Regions from separate parts of the Mus musculus genome. Here regions 1, 2 and 3 are each linked to region 4. A link is a contact called in public Hi-C and promoter capture Hi-C data. All regions are on one chromosome and are shown on one strand. Each heading gives the region's core, a stretch centred on a gene start, on an enhancer-like site or on the middle of the called end of the contact. The rest is flanking DNA. Distances are from core to core; before and after follow the strand shown.

What was found. Hi-C and Micro-C count contacts between places; a contact is called where the count stands out from the background. Capture Hi-C pulls out chosen DNA fragments and counts their contacts.
Region 1: a contact with region 4 is called in a Hi-C map of liver, with 4 times the contacts expected there. The contact joins the promoter of Mirt2 here to the promoter of Gpt in region 4.
Region 2: a promoter capture Hi-C map of pancreatic islet shows a contact between it and region 4. The contact joins the promoter of Gpaa1 here to the promoter of Gpt in region 4. A contact is called at or near these places in 2 of 39 promoter capture datasets (erythroid cells and pre-B cells), 1 of 484 Hi-C or Micro-C datasets (B cells), 1 of 115 datasets of contacts at active chromatin or transcription factors (pancreatic cancer cells) and 2 of 9 other capture datasets (liver and pancreatic islet).
Region 3: a contact with region 4 is called in a promoter capture Hi-C map of pancreatic islet. The contact joins the promoter of Sharpin here to the promoter of Gpt in region 4. A contact is called at or near these places in 2 of 39 promoter capture datasets (embryonic stem cells and pre-B cells), 5 of 484 Hi-C or Micro-C datasets (B cells, embryonic stem cells, granulocyte-monocyte progenitors and 2 more), 2 of 115 datasets of contacts at active chromatin or transcription factors (the SCID.adh cell line and pancreatic cancer cells) and 3 of 9 other capture datasets (adipose tissue, liver and pancreatic islet).

What each region holds. Positions count from the first base shown.
Region 1 is chr15:76,268,424-76,273,539 of GRCm38.p6, forward strand. Mirt2 (myocardial infraction associated transcript 2) reads right to left here and starts at 1,416. Exons shown (of 3, transcript NR_045747.1): 1 at 1,366-1,416. All of the region lies in intron 1 of Spatc1 (spermatogenesis and centriole associated 1), which reads left to right.
Region 2 is chr15:76,328,770-76,333,950 of GRCm38.p6, forward strand. It overlaps Gpaa1 (GPI anchor attachment protein 1), which reads left to right and starts at 2,525. Exons shown (of 12, transcript NM_010331.2): 1 at 2,525-2,694; 2 at 3,127-3,306; 3 at 3,391-3,502; 4 at 3,715-3,862; 5 at 3,941-4,042; 6 at 4,134-4,330; 7 at 4,408-4,604; 8 at 4,695-4,848; 9 at 5,026-5,121. The coding sequence starts at 2,621. Exosc4 (exosome component 4) reads left to right here. Exons shown (of 3, transcript NM_175399.4): 2 at 261-467; 3 at 587-1,901. The coding sequence ends at 946. It also overlaps a transcript of Oplah not described here.
Region 3 is chr15:76,348,211-76,352,867 of GRCm38.p6, forward strand. Sharpin (SHANK-associated RH domain interacting protein) reads right to left here and starts at 2,900. Exons shown (of 9, transcript NM_025340.2): 1 at 2,271-2,900; 2 at 1,845-2,019; 3 at 91-225; 4 at 1-17. The coding sequence starts at 2,468. Maf1 (MAF1 homolog, negative regulator of RNA polymerase III) reads left to right here and starts at 3,084. Exons shown (of 8, transcript NM_026859.3): 1 at 3,084-3,449; 2 at 4,210-4,342; 3 at 4,436-4,564; 4 at 4,637-4,657. The coding sequence starts at 4,260.
Region 4 is chr15:76,692,955-76,698,056 of GRCm38.p6, forward strand. It overlaps Gpt (glutamic pyruvic transaminase, soluble), which reads left to right and starts at 3,772. Exons shown (of 11, transcript NM_182805.3): 1 at 3,772-4,065; 2 at 4,205-4,294; 3 at 4,368-4,476; 4 at 4,588-4,721; 5 at 4,886-5,102. The coding sequence starts at 3,904. Ppp1r16a (protein phosphatase 1, regulatory subunit 16A) reads left to right here. Exons shown (of 12, transcript NM_001358933.1): 7 at 60-184; 8 at 273-398; 9 at 485-560; 10 at 641-770; 11 at 914-1,076; 12 at 1,344-1,965. The coding sequence ends at 1,718.

The DNA of each region.
Region 1 (5,116 bases), core at 166-2,665, 430 kb before region 4:
GAGGAGCTGCACAGAGGAAGGAAGAGCCAGGATGCTGGGGTCTGAAGAAATTGTGGAGAAAGGGCTTAGATAGTAACAAACAAACAGAGGACATTGGCCTCAACAGACAGAGGCAGGATGAGAACATAGGACCATTGGATGAAAGGCCAACCTAGGCCCCATAATATCTCCCCATAGGAGCTTCCTACCTACATTCCCTTCAACCTAACTTCCAAGCAGCATCAGCATCTAAAACCTGCCCAGCTCTGGAATCCAAATCTTCTCCCCGCCAAGTCCAATAGGCTACCAACCCCCACCCCACCCACCTACTCCCAGTCTCCACATCCCTGTCTTCCCTTGTCTTCCGCCTTTTCCAGTTCCCACCATCAGCACAGGCTCATTCTCTCCATTTTGTGACAGCCAGAAGGAAGCTGAGGGGGAGAAGCCAGGATCTAAAGTTGAGATGTAGGGTTTGTTAGCGTGTGATAGAAGCCCTGGGGCTAGAGCTATCCAGAGCAGGATGAGAGAAGAGAATCCAGCGGGGTTGCAAGCGTTCACGGGAATGCAGTTGAACTGTTGACCCTCACTGAGCCCAGGGATAGGGATGGGGTTAGAGGGAGGTGGCATTCAGACACCAAGGGATGACAGAGGCTACAAGGCTGAGTATAGCAATAGGAAGGGAGTGCTGAAAAGGCAGGAAGCTGGGTGCAAAGAGTGGTCCAGGGGGAGAGCTTCTGAGAGTAGCAAGCTCCCAGGGCGTGACTGTAGATGCTACAGCTGATACAGATTCTACGTGTACCCAGAAGAGGAAACACTAGTAGTAGTAATAATATCCATGTCCCTCCCTATACAAGCCTTCCTGTCCTAGAGGCTGTGTTCTTTCCTGTCCATGATTTTCCGTGAGTGCTTACTGCCTATCCACCCCTACAGCGACCCGCCCTCAGTCACAGACCATCTTACCCTCCCGGCCTGCCCTTCTCCCTCTGTTCCCGAGGAGCCATGACATCTCTCTTATCTAAGAGGAGGACTTTGCTCTGCCTGTTTAGACCTTCTACAATCTGGCAGTGGACCCCCCAACAAAGCTGTTCTGGAAAGGTTATGAATACCATCCTAAGTGCCTTCTCCACCTCTGCGCGGCATTTGGGAATAATAACCCTCCCTGAGTCTCTCTCTTCCTGAGCTCCCAAAGCCAAGTTGGTTATTTACATCCTGACTCACAGCAATCACTGCAACTCCTGGGCTCAGGCTTCAGGCTTCAAGCCCTGCCCCTCCACCCTCGGGCAATCCACCTACTGCAGCCCTCAGAGTGAGTGCGAGAGAGCACTCTGAGTGAAAATAGCTTCTAAGGATCCTGAAGACCTAATTAATCCCTGGAAATAGTCTCACCAGGGGTTGGGGATGGAGCGCAGTTGGTAGGGTTGCTTGCTTAGCACGAATGGAGCCCTGGGTTTGATCTCTAACCGTAAAACTGGGCGCAATTGCACAAGCCAGAAGCAAGACGATCAGATATGCAAAGTCATTCTCACTACACAGTGATGTGAAGACCGGCCTGATTACACAAGACACTGTCTCAAAAAGAAAAGAAAAGACAGCAGTTAATCCCTAACTAGACTAACTTCTGGTTGAGAACTTGAACCCTTGTACTAAGAGGTTGAAGTCCTTCCGGGCAGTATCCATTCCTCGCCTGCTCCTCTCTGGCTGGATTTCCTACCAGTACGCCTGGCTGTAGCGGGCATGCTACACAGCCCTAGCAATGCTCATAAGCACCGGTGCAACTCCATTTTTAAATGTCGTGTCATTAATAACTGCGATAACAGGCAGGATGAAAACAAGAACCAACAAAAAAAGTGGGGTGGTGGTGACACATGCCTTTAATCCCAACAGAAGATCTCTGAGTTCAAGGCCACCTTGGTCTACGGAGGAGCTCTGGGACAGCCAGGGCTACACAAAGAAACCTTGTCATCCCCACTCCTCCCCTCAAAAAAACAAAACAAAACAACAACAACAAAAAAAACACCACCACCACCACCACACACCACCACCACCAACAACCACCAGTCAGGGTGACAAAAATAATATGCATTGAAGAGGTATAACATTTAAGAAGTTCGATAGGCTAACAAGCTAGATATCAGCTTCCTACTTCAGGCCTTAGATTTTACTCCTTTTTAATTCATCATGTAAGTATGTATTTGTGTATGAATTTGTATTGAGGGCATGTGCATGCCATGATACATGTGTCAGTCAGATACATGTGCTGGGCCTTGTCTTCATCTTGTTAGAGTCAGGGTTGCTCTTGTTTCTGCCACTGCACTGTATACTCTAGGCTACCCAGTCTGTGGCTTATGGGGGATGCCCTAGGTTCTGCTTTTGATAGACACATGCCACCACGTCTGGCTTTTACATAGGTTTCCATGACTCAAATCAGGTCTCCATGCTTGCATTAAGTGTTTCTGTGCGTTGAGCCATCTCCCTCGCCCTTGTGATTTTGAAACAGGATCTTACTATATAGCCTAGCCTGGTCTTGAAATCAATATGTAGCCCAAGTTGGCCTCTAAGTGGGTATCTCTCTATGTCAGCCTCCAGAGTACAGACTGCATGCAACCATATCTGGCTTTTAGGTTTATTTTTTAAATTCTTGGGCCTGGAGAAATGGTTCAGTAGTTAAGAGCCTTGTGCTCTTGCAGAGGACCTGGGTTTGATTTCCAGCACCCACATGGCAGCTTACAACCATCTGTAACTCCAATCCCTGACACTATTTTCTGGAATCCTTAGGTACCAGGCACATGTCATGCATAGACATACTTGCAGACAAAATACTCATACACATAAAATAAATAAGAAAAGCAGGGTGATGGTAGTGACGCCTTTAATCCCAGCACTTGGGAGGCAGAGGCAGGTGGAGTTCTGAGTTCGAGGCCAGCCTGGTCTACAAAGTGAGTTCCAGGACAGCCAGAGCTAAAGAAAGAAAGAAAGAGAGAGAAAGAAAGAGAGAGAGAAGAAAGAAAGCAAGCCTTGGACTATTTCAGATCTTTATAGAGGAGTTCAGACAGCTGGCAATGAAGGCAGAAAGCAACATTCTAAGGAGAAAGTGTGGTATAGACAAAGATCTGACCCTAGTGTTGCGGGAGCCAGAACTAGACAAAAGCATAAGAGTACATGTGGGCACCCAAGTGTCCGAAATGATGAGAGGATGTGGGTACATAGTGTTGGTGTATGCAACTAAAGTACATGATGTGCATGTGAGCACATATGTGTGTGAATATGTGTGGAGAACATACACATAAGTTTGTGAGAACACAGCATGTACTCTTGGAGGAGGGTATGCTGTAAATATGTATGTGAGTTAATATTCCCATATGGCTGTTAAGAAAATGTTCGAGCTGCTGTGTTAACGCATGAATGCACATGGTGTAGGGGCTTGTATTTATATCTGATAGTGTAGGTTGTTCCTGTATGTATAGTACTGTTCTCGAATGTTCGTGATAGAGGTCAGTGAGAGGTGAACCATCAGCTGGAGAGGTCAGCAGGGGTCAGGTCACGACTGTGAATATTAAATGACATGCTAAGGATTTGCTCCTAAAAGCGATAAGCCAAGGCTCGTGAGTTCTTACTGGAAGTAGCCACATTTGTGCCCAGAAAGATCACTCCATCTGCTGGGAGGAAACACAACTGTCAGGGGTGGGGAGATGAGTTCCAGAGAAGCTTCTAGTCATTCAGGTGGGCGACCATAGCACGAACTGCGAGTGGACAGCGTAGTAAGAAAAACAAATCCTAACTGTTGGATGTAAAAGGGGATAGATAGCTGGGTGTTGGTGTCTCACACCTTTAGTCCCAGCACTCAGGAGGTAGAGGCTGGCAGATCTCTGAGATGGAGCCCAGCCTGGTCTATAGAGTGAGTTCCAGGATAGCCGGGGCTGCAGAGAAACCCTGTTTTAAAATAAAATAAAATAAGAGAGAGACGGGTGATAAATACAGAGTGCAGAGTATGTCTGACTGGAAGGACTAGGGCTGACTGATGGTGGCATGTCCCAAGACACACGGTGGCTCTTAGTCCCAGGCTCCCACTATGCTCTCTCAACTTTCTTGTTACAACCGATTTTTTTCTTTTCTTTTTTTTCAATTATTTTTGGCCTTTGATACAGAGTTGCATGTAGCCCAAGCTAATTTTGAACTCCTGATATCCCTGCCTCTACCTGTCAGGTGCTGGGATAACAGGGCCGCCCCACCCGCCTGGCTCCCACAGCCTGCTTCCCTGGATGGGTTTTATCAGGAGGTCAGATTCTTCTCGTGGATCTTTTTCAGTTTTATTTATTTTATCTATATGTCATTGCTGTCTTCAGACATTCCAGAAGAGGGTATCGAATCCCATTATACATGGTTGTGAGCCACACACAATGCGGTTGCCTGGGAATTGAACTCAGGACCTCTGGAAGAGCAGACAGTATTCTTAACCACTGAGCCATCTCTCAAGCCCCTTGATTTCTCTTTCTAAGACCACCTTGTTTCTTTAAGCAGAGTTCTGATGCATCTCAACTCAGGAGGAACACAGGGAAAAATACAGCTGGGGAGATAGGAACAGATCTTAAATACATGGGTTGTAGGTACTCAAAATCATGGATACCAGGCCCTCTGTGATACAGGCCCAGACGATGGGAAAAACGGGTGGTGGATGGGGCCTCTGGACCAAGGGATCATGAGTTCTTCCTAAGGGATCACATCCTAGCCCGACACTCCAGAAAGTACAATAATCCTAAATTTAAGCATACTATTCTAGGTCATTACAGAGGCCTATTTATCAGAGTAAGAAAGAAGAACATTGTCTAAGTGTTAGCTTGAATAATAACTTCCAACCTCTCTGACACACAGTATGTGGGCTTCCATTTGAATTCCTGCCCACGGCTCTTGACAGTGTTAGAGGTGAGGCTGGAGAAAAGGAAGTACAATTTTGGAGGATGTCGTCCTTCAGCGTAAGACATCCACAGAGAGAGTTTTGGAGACAGTGGGCAACAAGAACCCTGAAAGCACACACAGAGATAGAAAAAAAATTCAAAAGTTGGTGGTGATTGAAGCCACCAGAGGGGTTAAGAACACGTAGCAAAGCCAGGTGGTGGTGGTACAAGCCTTAATCCCAGCA
Region 2 (5,181 bases), core at 1,275-3,774, 370 kb before region 4:
TAATCATGGTGGCCACAATGGGAATAATTTGGGAGGAAATGGAGAAACTGAAGAACAAAGAGTTGGCTGCTAAAGGTGACAATGCTTTGGCTTAGGTTGAGAAGTAGCCCCCCCCCCCCACTCAGCTATGATTTGGAACCAGAGTAGCTGGGGTTTTGTTTGTTTGTTTTAGCACTTTAGAAAGAGGAGGAGGAAGGTTGAGCCATCGAGTGCGTCCCAGGAGGTAGGCAGGCCTGGCTCATTCATTCTTTTTCCTCTAGATCCGGGGCTCCCGGTCTCGAGCCCTGCCTGACCGGGCTCTAGTGAACTGTCAGTACAGTTCAGCCACCTTCAGCACAGGTGAGCGCAAGCGAAGGCCTCATGGAGACCGGAAGTCTTGTGAGATGGGGCTGCAGCTACGACAGACCTTCGAGGCAGCCATCCTCACACAGCTGCACCCCCGCTCTCAGATCGACATCTACGTGCAGGTGAGCTACCTGCACCGTCAAACCCCTCCCCCGGGGGCGGAGCTTAAAGCTATGTGGGCTGTCTGAGATGCTGCAGGATGCGGATGTCAGTCCATCAGATGTCTTGATGCCCCCTGTAGGTGCTGCAAGCAGATGGTGGGACCTACGCAGCATGTGTGAATGCAGCCACGCTAGCAGTGATGGATGCTGGGATACCTATGCGGGACTTTGTATGCGCATGTTCAGCTGGCTTTGTGGATGGCACAGCACTAGCGGACCTCAGCCACGTGGAGGAAGCAGCTGGAGGGCCCCAGCTCGCCCTGGCCCTGCTGCCCGCCTCCGGCCAGATCGCACTGCTTGAGATGGACTCGAGGCTGCACGAAGACCACTTGGAGCAGGTGCTAGAGGCTGCTGCCCAGGCGGCCCGAGGTGTGCACACTCTGCTGGACCTTGTCGTCCGACAGCACGTGCAGGAGGCCTCTGTCTCACTGGGGGACTGAGTGGCAACCACCCCTTTCCAGAATAAAGGCCTGTTCTTCTCCCGAGTACACCTTACTGTACAGCACTTAAAAGCTGCTCAGGGCCCTACAGCGCAGTTTATAGTGCAGTCCCTAAGTGGAGAGAGCACTTGTGCTAGGAAGAGCAAGGGTGCACCTGTTGTGCCTGCCCAGATATTAGGGTCCGCAAAGACCCCTGGGAGTATGAATCTGCATGCGAATTCAGACTTTCTTCACCCTTAAGCTTGGACCTCAGACTCCTCCAACACACCAGATTTGTGCTGAGAGCCCTGAGCCTCAATTAGGCAGGGTTTTTATACTAGTTTGATCAGGGAGCAGGGGTCTCCTGCCTGTCAGTTGCCTTATTTCGCAAAGTTATCTTTTTTTTTTTCCTGTTTTTTTGAGACAGGGTTTCTCTGTGTAGCCCTGGCTGTCCTGGAACTCACTCTGTAGACCAGGCCTGCCTCTGCCTCCTGAGTGCTGGGATTAAAGGCGTGTGCCACCACCGCCCGGCACAAAGAGGTATCTCGATGCACAGGGTTTGGTCAGTGATGAGCAATTTATCTGTAACCGTTGCAATGGTAGGCACTTTCCCTCTATTTCCCTGATTGGCTCTGGCCCAGGGCAGTTTCTTCTTGGACTTGTCGGTGGTATTTCTATTAACCACAGTTCAAACCGGGGACCAACAAACTCAAGTTGGAATCAGCTTACAAATTGGAGTTTCCCCCTTCGCCTATGTTGGTCACTCAAGTCCTCCAGCTAAGGAGTGTGCCATGCTTACACAGCCCATCAGGGACAGGAGCACAAGGCCGAGGTTGCACTCAGCTGGCTATGGGTGTCCATCATTAAGAGATGACATTATGACGTAACGGCAAAATTAGCTATTCAGAATCAGCCAAATAATTTTATGTTTGAGGATCATCACAACATGAGGAACGGTATTAAAGGTCAGAATGTTAAGAACCACTGGACTAATGTCTTCTTTCCTTGGGCCTTTCCTCCCGCTTACTTTGGGCTCTAGGAGGATAGCCACCTTTTGTTGCTTCTTGGCCATCTATCCTTAGGCCCTTACCCCTGCAACCTTTTAGAGAAACTACCTTCATCGCCACCACCACCCATCTCCTCTGGCCACCAACTCGCCCACTGTGCCAGTGAGCCCACTGTCTTAAGGTTCATGACATCCACAGAAATGATTTAGCGTCGAATCCTCAGTTCACACGGGTCCCTCAAGTCATAGCTACAACACTGTCATTCAGTATCTCACTTCAGCAGGCATCAGTCTTTTCTCGTCGTTCTAGCTCTCTACCCACCTGCGTTACACTCCCGAGAACCTTTAGGCAGGCACACTGTCGCTGCTCTGTCGTGAGATCCGCCAGCGTCCCGCCTTCCAGCTGCTCGCCCGCAGCTTCACAGCCCCAGGTTCCAGTTCCGCCCACTGGCCATGACTGCATCCCGTACTTCTCCAGCCTACCTCAGTTTTGAGCACGCGCAGAGCTGGCGACCTCAGTTGTGAGCATGCGCACAATCTGGTTTCCCAACTCCGTCTGCCGCTACCAAGAGTAGTGGCGCGATGGATCCTGGGACCGGAAATTAAGGCAGCACCGGGCGCCGGGTCCGACAGGAACCCTGCTCTTGGAGGTGTCAAGCTGCCGCGAGAGCAGAGCCCCGCGCCCCGCCATGGGTCTCCTGTCGGACCCGGTGCGCCGGCGCGCGCTCGCCCGCATCGTCTTGCGCCTTAACACACCTCTCTGGTGAGGGCGGGCACAGGGGGCGGGACTGGCGGGAACTTGAGCTGCTGTGGCTCCACACGCGCCTACTGCTCCAGGGTCTGCGACCTCTTTGCAAGTGTCACTCAGACACTGAGCTTAGAGCTCTGGTCCCTATCCATCGCTGATCTAGGGTCTTAGATCTTTTTTCCTTTCCGGAGGCAGGATTTCTCTGTGCAGCCCTGGTTGTCCTGGAACTTATTCTGTAGACCAGACTAGCCTCGAACTCAGATCCGCCTGTACCTGCCTCTGCCCCCTGAATGCTGGGATTAACAGCGTGTGCTGCCACTGCCCGGCTTTGGCTCCGGGTTCTTAATGGCTTGGACCATCCCGCTGGACCCTCTGGGTCATGGTGGAAGCCACGAGCTAGCGTTCCAGGTCGGGCTAATTCCGAGCCCACTCTGTACTCTCTCGCAGTGTGCTGAGCTACGTGGCCGGGATCGCCTGGTTTCTGGCGCTGGCTTTTCCGCCGTTAACCCAGCGCACTTACATGTCTGAGAATGCCATGGGCTCCACCATGGTGGAGGAACAGTTTGTAGGTGGAGACCGCGCTCGGAGCTTTGCCCGGGACTTCGCTGCCCACCGCAAGAAGCCGGGGTGAGTGCCTAGCAGCGGGCTGGGGATTTCAGGGGCGGCCGAGACCAGGGAGCTCTACTTAGAGGCTATCTTTTGTGTCTCCAGGGCTCTGCCAGTAGCCTGGCTGGAACGGTCCATGCGATCCGTAGGGCTGGAGGTCTACACCCAGAGCTTCTCCCGCAAACTACCCTTCCCGGATGAGACCCACGAGCGCTATGTATTGAGGGAAAGGGGTGTGCCTGGGAGAAAAGCACATTGGAAGGGTGGCCTGGGTTGGGTGTCTTGTTGAAGTGCCCTGAAACCAAGAAACTCTGGGAGGGATGGTCTGAAGAACTTTAGTGGTGGGCATTGAAGTGCCAGGAAAAAAGACAGGCTTCAGGCTGTCCGCTGGAGGGTCTGCTGAGGCTTTCCCATCAACTCTTTGTGCAGATGGTGTCAGGTACCAACGTGTATGGCATCCTGCGGGCCCCACGTTCTGCCAGTACCGAGTCCCTGGTGCTTACTGTACCCTGTGGTCCAGATGCCACCAATAGCCAGGCTGTGGGGTTGTTGTTGGCACTTGCTGCCCATTTCCGAGGTGAGGCTCTGGGGCTCTGGTCCGGGAGGATTTGACCAATGCCCCAGGCCCTTTGCTGACCCTGCCTTTGGCTTCCAGGGCAGATTTACTGGGCCAAAGATATCATTTTCCTGGTAACAGACCATGATCTTCTGGGCACCGAGGCTTGGCTCGAAGCCTACCATGACATTAATGTTACAGGTAGGTGTAGCCCTAGTCTTGCTCCCCATCTCTTTCAAAGTAAACCGCGGTCCCTTGTGCCCCCTCTAGTGCTCACTGCTTGCTCCTACAGGCATACAGTCATCTCCCCTGCAGGGCAGGGCTGGAGCCATCCAGGCTGCTGTAGCTCTGGAGCTGAGCAGCGACGTGGTCACCAGCCTCGATGTGACAGTGGAGGGACTCAACGGTCAGCTGCCCAACCTTGATCTGCTCAACCTCTTCCAGACCTTCTGCCAGAAAGGGGGGCTGTTGTGTACACTCCAGGGCAAGGTGGGACCACCCGCTTGGGAGCCTGGGGCTCGTGAGAAGGGGTGAGTCTGTCTGATCCTGTCCCCATGCCTCCAAAGCTGCAGCCCCAGGACTGGACGTCACTCGAAGGGCCGTTGCAGGGTTTGCAGACACTGCTACTCATGGTGCTGCGGCAGGCCTCTGGCCGGCCCCACGGCCCCCACGGCCTTTTTCTGCGCTACGGAGTGGAGGCACTAACCCTACGCGGCATCAATAGCTTCCGCCAATACAAGTATGATTTGGCGACAGTGGGCAAGTAAGTTCTCTGGACCCCTTTCCGTGTTCAAGGTCATGTCTAGCTGGGGTGAGAGGGTGGCTGGCCCTGACCTGACTGTGCTCCTGGCAGGGCTCTGGAGGGCATGTTCCGCAAGCTCAACCACCTCCTGGAGCGCCTGCACCAGTCATTCTTCTTCTACCTGCTGCCGGCCCTCTCCCGCTTTGTCTCCATCGGACTCTACATGCCCGCCACGGGCTTCCTGCTCCTAGTCCTTGGACTCAAGATATCCTCCACCCTCGTGCTCGCTACTCACTTGTGGCCAAACTCACTCAGATCCCTTTAACTATAAAGGGGGGATAGTCCTTCATCCTACATATGGTAGGGATAGGGAAGTGAGCCTAAGATCTCCCACCTAGCAAATCACATCCAATGGCTTGTCTGGGTCCTTGACTTGCTCTATGCTCTGGAGCTGTGGATGCAGTTACACCAGGCTGGAGTCAACCCGGAGGAGGCTGGGAAGGCCCCTAGTCCCGGGACTCCACTCTTGCCAACACAGGTGATGCTATACTCTACTGCTCTTAGGATGGGGGTTTTAACATACCCAGCAGTGCTTTGG
Region 3 (4,657 bases), core at 1,650-4,149, 350 kb before region 4:
GCGTGTAGCCAGCTCTTCTAAAGGGAGAAAAGACAGCTATCACAACTAGACACCAGCCACAAACCCCCAACTCCTTCCAATCTGTCTTACCTTTTTTGAAGTTTCCAGAACTTTGAGGAAGATCCACCTCAGGTTGGGTTGCTTTAGGTATTTGAGCCATAGAAGAACATGGTGGAGAAATGGGGCACATTGCTGGGGCTGGGGCTGGGGCTGGGCTGCCACTGCCTAAGAGGAAAGATGTGGATTAGGCTAGTGGTATCCAATCTCAGGTTTTTAGAACCTTGGCCTTCTCTGCCTCATCCTACTATCCTTAGGCCATAATTCAGGCTAATCTTCCTCTCCCAGCCTTGGCCCTCAAAACAAAAACAACTCTCAGTTGGAGAGAAATAGGGCTTTTTTGTGTAGCATGGGTGTTCTGGAACTCACTGTAGACCAGGCTGGCCTCGAACTCAAAGATCCCTGCCTCCTGAGTTGCAGGGATTAAAAGCATGCACCACCACTGCCTGGCTTAAAGTGCTTTTCATACAGACATAGACCTGAGAGTTCAAATTCCCCAAACCATATAAAGCCAAGCATGGAAGTATAGATCTGTAATCCCAGTGTTCATATGGTGAGTGAGTTGGGGGTAGAGGCAAGAGAAATGAAACTCCCCAACAAGGTGGAAAATGAGGACTGACACTCGAGGTTGTCCCAGGATTGCTCTCTGACTTCTTTATGTGCTATGTACATGTATGCCTCTATACAAATACATGCGCACCACAAATACAGACAGACACACACTCACGTGTGTGCACACACACAGGAAAAAAGAAAAAAAGTAGTCCCCAGTTGGATGGTACACATCTATAACACCAACACTCCGGGAGAACAGGTAAGAGGGTCACTGACAGTTCAAAACCAACTTGAGCTACACAGTGAATTTGAGATCAACCTGGAATTCACATTGAGACCTTGTCACAAAGAACAGTATTAAGGGTTGGGTACACACATCTGGCAAATGAACGACAAGAGAAAGTCTCTCTTTCAATGCTAAGGTACCCAGGTCTCATGTCAGGCTCAGGGCTTCCTCCGGTGTTTGTGGGCTTTCCTACCTCTTACCAGGGCACTATCTACATCAGTGGTTCTCAACTTGTGGGTTTCAATGCTTTGGGAGTGGAATGACCCTTTCACAGGGGTCACCTAAGACCACTGGAAAACATACTTACACATTACAATTTATAACAGCGGCAAAATTACAGTTATTAAAGTAGCAATGAAAATAAATGTATGGCTGGGGGCCATACTGTATTAAAACTATATTAAAAGGTTGAAGCATTAGGAAGGTTGTGAACCACTGGTCTACATCCAAGGCCCTCTTTTCTCTATGCTTCTCCTGGTGACTTTGGGTGACTTCTCCAACTCCCAGTCTTTACCTCTCCAGAGTCCCAGCCATGTCCATGCTTTTCCAAGCAGGCACTGGATATAAGCCTCATACTAAGTGGTTCTTCTAGCTCAGTCATAATCACTAACTCTTCCATTTGAACAACCACAAGACCTATCAATTCCATCTCCTAAGATCCTCTGGCCTCCTTTAGCCTTGTCTACACTGTGGAGTTTCTATCTTTAAGTCTCTGTTGTTTTTCCACTGAATACAATCCCATTTTCCTTAAACTCTTAGTCCTGCAGCAATGCTTGCTCTTCTTTTTCTTACTTGTCTGGTACTGGGGTCAGCTCTTGAACCTCTTATTTCTCCACTTCCTTCCTCTTGGAAGCCTTCCTAGGTGCCCAGCTTTTCCATCACTACCCCCAACCTCGACCAGGTGGCCCGGACATATTCAAATAAGCATTTATTTCACAACACTGACCATTTTGTCCTTCTGCGGTGGCATCTCGCACCAGTGCTGCCCACTGCTGTGCTTCCTCGGGGTCGAGGAAGTGCACGCTGAAGGTTCCAGGACCTCCAGGGGGAGGCTGCAGCTCGTGTTGGTTAGGCCCACGGACGGTGTAACAAATAGCCTCCAAGGGCCATTCTAAACTGACCTGAACAGGGAAGAGTACTCGGTCGGTGGTTCCTCTTCGTTACCCACACGAATGTGAAAGGAAAAGGAACGAGGTAATCTTTACGGCTCTGAACTTTTCTCGCCTGTTATCTTACCAATTCCTCACAAGATTTGTAAATTAGGTATCAGCATTATTCCCACTTTTACAGGCAATCAAGAAAAATAACTGCTTAAGGACTGTCGTCAAGGTAATCGAAAGAAAGTTGATTCCAGAATCGGGCCCACACTCACCGCCCCAGGCTCGGTGCCTAACAGTCCTAGCCGGAAGCGTCCAGGCCGCTCAGGGTCCGCTATCAATTGCAGCTTCCGCGGCTGCGCTTCGGCATCCTGTCCAGCGCCCAGGGGCCTGACCGCCGCGTGCACTGCCAGGAGCACCACAGGTGAGGCAGGGTCTGCAGCCACTGCCGCACCGCCGGCGGGCGGCGACATTTCTGATCCGGCGGAGTCCTGACTCTCCGAGAGTGCTTCCGTGATAGAGAACTGTCGAGTACTTCCGCCGGCCAGAAACTCGGACTGTGAGCCTCGGTTCCGGATGCCCCAGAGCTTGGAGAACAAGAAGGACCCGATGCTGCGCACTACCAGAGCCTGATGGCTCGCTAAGCGATAGGAATGGTCCCAGATCTCCAGGCACGGTCCGGCCAAGCTAGTCACCTTTCAGCAGGACCCGAGACAGTGTCACAGACCGGTCACCGGTCACAAAAAGAAGGCAAGGATGAACTTTTCTTAAAGGTTCGAACGAACGACAGCTGCTGCCCTACACAAGACAATACCAGTTCCCGGAAGGAACCAGGCACCAATGCACACAAACACACATAAGCACAGCAGAGGCTCTTCGTAACCGTGGACCACTCTAGGAAGAGGGTTGGCTCCTGGGGGCGGGGCGGGCATGGTTCTAACCAATCAACACCAAGAGGGGAGGCGGGTTCGTTAGCGAGTGCGAGACAGACAAGCTATGCAGCCAGTAGAAGTGGAAGGTGAAGCCGAGTGGCGGAGGAGTCCACCAATAAGGTTTCTCGTGGTCTGGCCCTGTGGTTAAAGTGGACCATTCAGAGGAGTGGGGTTGGGCCCGTCGGACGCTTGTTGTTGTCGGGTCGGGGGAGGCGGAGGTCGCTGTTTCGTTCTCTGGCTGGTACGATCTCGGCGGTCCGCGGCAGGTTGGTCGCGAAAGCGGGCGTTGCAGGGGGGCGAGGCTATGTCGCGGCTGCAGCCCGTATGGGCCGGCAGGGCCTGGAGTAACGGGACGTCGCCGCGAAGCTTCTTCCCCCGGATACAGTGCGGCCCGAGTGGAGGCCGCGGCGCCGCCCTCCAGTCCTGAGGAACCCGCGCTGCGCAAAGCCCGCGCCGCCGTCACCTCGGCACCGACACTAAACAACCCGTCTACCCTGGCTTGATCTAGCCCAATTCTGGCAGGTGGGTGTCCGCCTTGTGCGCCAAGCGGTCCGGGCTTGCGGGAACCACAGTCCCCGGCGGGCCTCGCGCTGCTGCAGTGCCTCATGGGACTTGTAGTTCTTATGCTGCTTGGGGCTGGAGCGCCTCTCTTGGTGCACTGCCTCCTGGGGCTTGTAGTTTCCCGCTACGAATCTGCTGGTACCTCTAGGCTTGCAGGGCAGCAATGCCAGGAGACCACTGGCCTGCGCCAGCAGAGGTGGTGTGTCTGCCCATCCTACACACTTCGACGTACGAAGTACGAATTAGGCATACTTGCAAATAGAATTGAAGAATTCATGGGTTTCCTCCTCTTGACAGGAAGCAGTGAAGCAACCCATAGAACCCGGGAGGAGCACCCATACAGGTGACCCTCAAGGCTTGAAACCCCAGATGCCCCGTTCCGAACCGGATAGCAGGTTCTTATTGAGGACCTTACAACAGTCTGAGGATGCCTGCAGAATGTCAATGGAGTAGGAATGTCGAGAGTGGGTGGGGCCCCCAGCCAGCCCCAGTATATAGTACTTGAGATTGAGGTAGAACCTGGACATGCCATGCTCATGCATAGGATCATCTCCCTGTCAGCCAGTGCTGAGTTCTCAGGGGCAGGTAAGGTGAGGAAGATGAGCTCCATGGTGGACTCAAGGTTAGCTCGAGCTGCAAACAGTACTCTGCTAGTGGGTGGAAAGGCTGAAAGTGGAGCCCTTTGGAGCTAGGTAGCCATGCTGGCTTCCCACATTCCCAGGTAGTGCTGCCCTAATCCCACTGGCACAAGAATCTCCCTTCCCAAAGGACATGAAGCTATTGGAGAACTCCAGCTTTGAGGCCATCAACTCACAGTTGACAGTGGAGACTGGAGATGCCCATATTATTGGCAGGTGAGGCTGGAGGCTCTGGGGATCAATCTGTCAGAGATCACTATCGTGGGCCTCGGGGTTAGCATGCTTCATGACTCTGCCTGCGTTCTTTAGGATTGAAAGCTACTCGTGTAAGATGGCGGGAGATGATAAACATATGTTCAAGCAGTTCTGCCAGGAGGGCCAGCCCCATGTGTTGGAGGCACTGTCCCCACCCCAAACTTCAGGCCTCAGTCCCAGCAGGTAAGCTGAGGTGGAGACTACCTTCTGGGGTATGTGGGACAGTGGGCAAGGCTGACATTTTTCTCTGTTCAGACTGAGCAAGAGCCAGGGTGG
Region 4 (5,102 bases), core at 2,522-5,021:
CCCACCTGCAAGGGCTGGTGCCCTAGGTCATGCCTTCTCTGAGCCACCTTGCCTCTCAGGTATCACCCAGGAGGGCATTGAGGAGGCCCGGGCAGTGCCAGAGCTGTGCATGCTGAATGACCTCCAGAACCGCCTGCAAGCTGGGGCCAACCTCAGTGACCCTTTGGATCATGGGGCTACTCTGGTGAGAGCTCAGACACTTGGGGGTGTTTGTCCTGGGGCAGGTACTTGGAAGGGGTTCAGGGATTCAGGGCTGAGTGGTCTGCCTGCAGCTGCACATCGCCGCTGCTAATGGGTTCAGTGAGGTGGCTACCCTGCTGCTGGAGCAAGGCGCCAGCCTGAGCGCTAAGGACCATGATGGCTGGGAGCCTCTGCATGCTGCGGCTTACTGGGGCCAGGTGAGTGTGCACAGGAGCAGGGAGAGGGTAGGTTCCGGGCTCTCACTAGAGCCCGCAGCCAAGCAGCTACTGCTGGCTGCCTGCAGGTACACCTGGTAGAATTGCTTGTGGCACATGGGGCTGATCTGAATGGAAAATCTCTGGTGGACGAGACACCCCTCGGTGAGTGTGGGGTTGCCTACATCTGGTGGAAGGGAGTGGCCATGAACGTGCCCATGACACCTCTGTCCATCTCTCCTCAGATGTATGTGGTGATGAGGAGGTGAGAGCCAAACTGCTGGAGCTCAAGCACAAGCAAGATGCACTCCTGCGGGCCCAGGGCCGCCAGCGCTCCCTGCTGCGCCGCCGTACCTCTAGTGCAGGCAGCCGTGGGTAAGCCTCCTGCTGTGGTCACTGTCCGCTTGTTGAGACCTAGGCTTTGCCCCTAGGGACATCAGCTGGCGGTGATATCCCAGTAGGATTTGTGGGCATTGGTTGTAAGATGGGTAATGACGTCTCAACTTTCTCTCTCCCAGGAAGGTGGTGAGACGAGTGAGCCTGACACATCGCACCAACCTGTACCGCAAGGAGCATGCCCAAGAGGCCATTGTGTGGCAGCAGCCGCCACCCACCAGTCCAGAACCTCTAGAGGATGAGGACAGGCAGACAGACGCTGAGCTCCGGCTGCAGCCCCCGGAGGTGAGCACGCAGCCTCTGTACTGTCCCAGGTGTGGAGCAGTCCTGGTGTGTGATCTGATTATTTAGTGCCTAGTCCTCTATCCGCACTAGCCCTCTATGGAGGCAGTAGGCCCAGTGATCCCGTGGGCAGGTATCTGCTGCTGACATGGCCCCCCACTCTTATGTCTGTCTGTCTACTACCACTTCACACAAACTTGAAGCCCAAGGCTGGTGTAGGCGGAAACAAGCACCTCCTGATGGCTTCTGGGTTCCTGGCTCTGTTCACAGGACGATGGCCCTGAGGTGGCCAGACCACACAATGGCCAAGTAGGGGCCCCCCCCGGGAGACACCTGTACTCCAAGCGTCTAGATCGGAGTGTCTCCTATCATCTGAGTCCTGAGGAGAACAGTGCCCCTGATGCCCTCGTCCGGGACAAGGCCCACCACACACTGGCAGAACTGAAACGCCAGCGAGCGGCTGCAAAGCTTCAGCGACCTGCCCCTGAAGGGCCTGAGACTTTTGAGCCTGGCCTGTCTGTTGATGCTGGGACCTCCCAGCCTGACTGTGGCTTCAGCACAATTGGGGACCCGCCCCTGCTCAAGCTCACTGCTCCCTCGGAGGAGGCGTCTGTGGAGAAGAGGCCGTGTTGCTTGCTCATGTGAAATGTGATTCCTCAGTATGGCAGGGTTCAACCCCATGCCCAGCCGGAGGCTTCCTCACGATCTCTGGCCTGGTGACCCACTTAGCACATACCCCTGTGCTGTGGGGGAGCCGGCACAGAGCCCCATCCCCCTCCCAGCCCAGGACACTGGCCACCTTGCTCAGGGATGGACTATGCAGAGCTCTACCTATGGGCCTCAGGCCACAGTCTGTTTATTGTGACTCTTGATAAAGGCTGTTTGCCACGGAGCCTTCCCATGTGTCTCACTGGTTAGGAGCCACCCATGCCCAGGAGCACCCAAACCTGTAGATAGGTGCATGCTCGGGCTTGCAGGTAGCAGCCCCAGCCTTTGTGGGAGAAAGGCTCAAGGCCATAGGCAAGAAGCCCAGCCTTAACTTCCACCTCTCCTAGTTGGTTCAGCTTCTTGGAGGCTCTTCTGTAACCCTTTGCTTTCCTGAAAGCAGTAGGACACTTTGGAAAAAACTCTTCATGGGTGATGGAGTGGGTGGCCATGCAGAGGGACAGGAACGCTGGCTGGAAGGGAGACAGTGTTTTCCACAGGACTGGGCCAGAGCCAGCAGCGTGAAACAGGCAGAAGACTGGCATTAGTTAGGTGCTTCCCAGGGTCATGGTCTCAGTTTCTGGCATGAAGCCCTGATCCTGGGGCATGTCTGCCAGCTTCCGCCTGTGCTGGTATAGGTGACAAGCAGTTGGCCACTTGGGCTGTGCTGGCTAGGGACAGTGTATCAGAATGAGAGGGGCCCTTTAGGGGCCTCAAGCTAGAGGGAAGAAGGCAATTCTAGATCATGACCGTTGCATTTGTATTTGCATGGCCATCTCTACGAGGTCACATGGGCACTGACCTGGTCAGCCTGGTGTCCATCCTCAGGGCCTGTCCTTCCTCTAGCACCTGTGGTTGGAGGGTTAGTGTCCTTGGAAGGGCTTGGGGGAGGGTTGGTGATGACTGCTGGTTAAATTTAGAGTAGGGCTGTGCCGCCGCTGCCTGAAGTCCACCTGCTACCACTCCTACTTGGGCCCTGCTAGTAAGAGGCAGGCAGTGGCAGGTTCTGCCAGGGCCAAGCCTATATTAATCTGTGGTGTGTCCTGAGGGCCAGAGAAAGGCCACTGAGCTGGGAGGCTACTGTGGCATCAGAGCCAAGAGATCAGAGGTGAGTGTGTCCCCACTCCAGGGCCTCCAGGGACAGAGGGATTAAGGCTCACCTCATGCCTTCCTAGCTGCCTGCTGCCCAGCTTAGAAGTCATTCTCCCCAGCCCTTAGCCTGAGCCATGATGGGTCCAAGGGCTTAGATGACCAGGTGTTGAGCAAGTCTATAAGCTTTCTAGAAGGCCAGTGGGAGTGGGGTACTGTGGGCCTATCAGAGCTCACTTCCTGTTCTCTCTACCAATCAGGAGCAGCAGGGAAGGGGACTTAGTTACCCTTGGCCTGGGTTGTCGACCTAAGGGCACCCTCAAGCTGATGTGTATTGAAAGGGCATGAGGGCAGTCCAGGGTGAGGTGTGTCCAGAACTAGCTGTCCCGTCTCCAGTCTCTTCCCCTCCCCCTAAACCCTTGCAGTGGCTCATCAGAGACCAAGGTCCAAGCATAGCACTCTGTCAGTCCCCATGGAACCCAGAGACTACACATCTTTCTCCCTTCCCCCAGTGCTCCCCAGATTCCCAAGGCCTGGCTTAGTTACCTAGGAGACAAGTCCACTTGCTTAAAGTAAAGATGGAGTGTGTATCAGGTCTGAGGCCTAGGCTTCAGCTGGGCCTTGCTAGGGTAAATCTCCAGTAGTCCCTGGTTCTGTTCTTAATAGGCTGAGATGCTCAGTGCTCTCTTCTCCCAGTTTCCAGTGTGTCAAGTATTGAACCATCCGTCTGTCCCTACTCCCCAAGTGGGTCTCTTGCTCCCTCGTGGGGACACTAGGCGGCACTGGGCCTCGCCCCAAGCCCCGCCTGCTGCCTTACCAACTCCCTCTGGCACCCTGGGGCAGATCTGTGCCCAGCCTGATGGGGCGGGGCCCAGGGTGCTCCAGTTCCTTCAGCCTTTTCTGCCCCTTTCAGTAGGGCCAGAAGGCTGCCGTGGAGAGGGTGGTGCCTTACCTCACGCAGACTCCCCATTCCCAGCCCTGCTCCCCAACTGGACCCTTCTTCTTGAGCCAGCATTCTTGCCTGCTTTGAGCAGCCATGGCCTCACAAAGGAATGACCGGATCCAGGCTTCAAGGAATGGACTGAAGGGGAAGGTGCTAACTCTGGATACCATGAACCCATGTGTGCGGAGGGTGGAGTATGCAGTCCGAGGCCCCATCGTGCAACGTGCCTTGGAGCTGGAGCAGGAGCTGCGCCAGGTATTGCCTTGGGCCACTTACTGCCCTTCTGCTAAACTTGGGCTGCTGAGCTCGTCCCCAGCACAGTGGAATGTGGGACAAAGGCAGTAGAGTAGGGTGGTGGTGTTCAATCTCCCTGCCCGCTTCCTTTCTTTCCCAGGGTGTGAAGAAGCCTTTTACTGAGGTTATCCGTGCCAATATTGGGGATGCACAAGCCATGGGGCAGAGACCCATCACCTTCTTCCGCCAGGTTAGGCTGCTGTACTACCTGTGGTTACTCCTCCTTCCCCAGCTGCTCTGGACTCAGTACTTGGTTCTTCCAGGTCCTGGCCCTCTGTGTCTACCCCAATCTTCTGAGCAGTCCGGACTTCCCAGAGGATGCCAAGAGAAGGGCAGAACGCATCTTGCAGGCATGCGGGGGCCACAGCCTGGGTGAGTGCGAGCTCTAGGTGGAGCCCAAGCCTTAAGGAGAGGCAGAGAGGGACGAGTCCCTTGGGAAGATTACAGGACTTGGCCCACCTCATTTAGCTTGTCCCCTTTCAGGTGCCTATAGCATTAGCTCTGGAATCCAGCCGATTCGGGAGGATGTGGCGCAATATATTGAGAGGAGAGACGGAGGCATCCCTGCAGACCCGAACAACATATTTCTGTCCACAGGGGCCAGCGATGCCATCGTGGTAGGGTAGCCCAGGGCAGGGCAGGTCAAATCGGAGTAGCCCTATGTGTGAGGCTAGATGGGGCTGAGTCTGGTGCAGCAGCGTCAGCACAGGGCGGTGGTGGGGGCGGGGTGGGGTGTACAACTCTGGTTGCACTAACGCTGGGCTCCCTATCCGGCCTACAGACCATGCTCAAGCTGCTGGTAGCCGGCGAGGGCCGTGCGCGAACCGGTGTACTCATTCCCATTCCTCAGTACCCACTGTACTCAGCTGCGCTGGCTGAGCTGGACGCCGTGCAAGTGGACTACTACCTGGACGAAGAGCGCGCCTGGGCTCTTGACATCGCTGAGCTGCGGCGCGCTCTGTGCCAGGCACGTGACCGCTGCTGCCCTCGAGTACTAT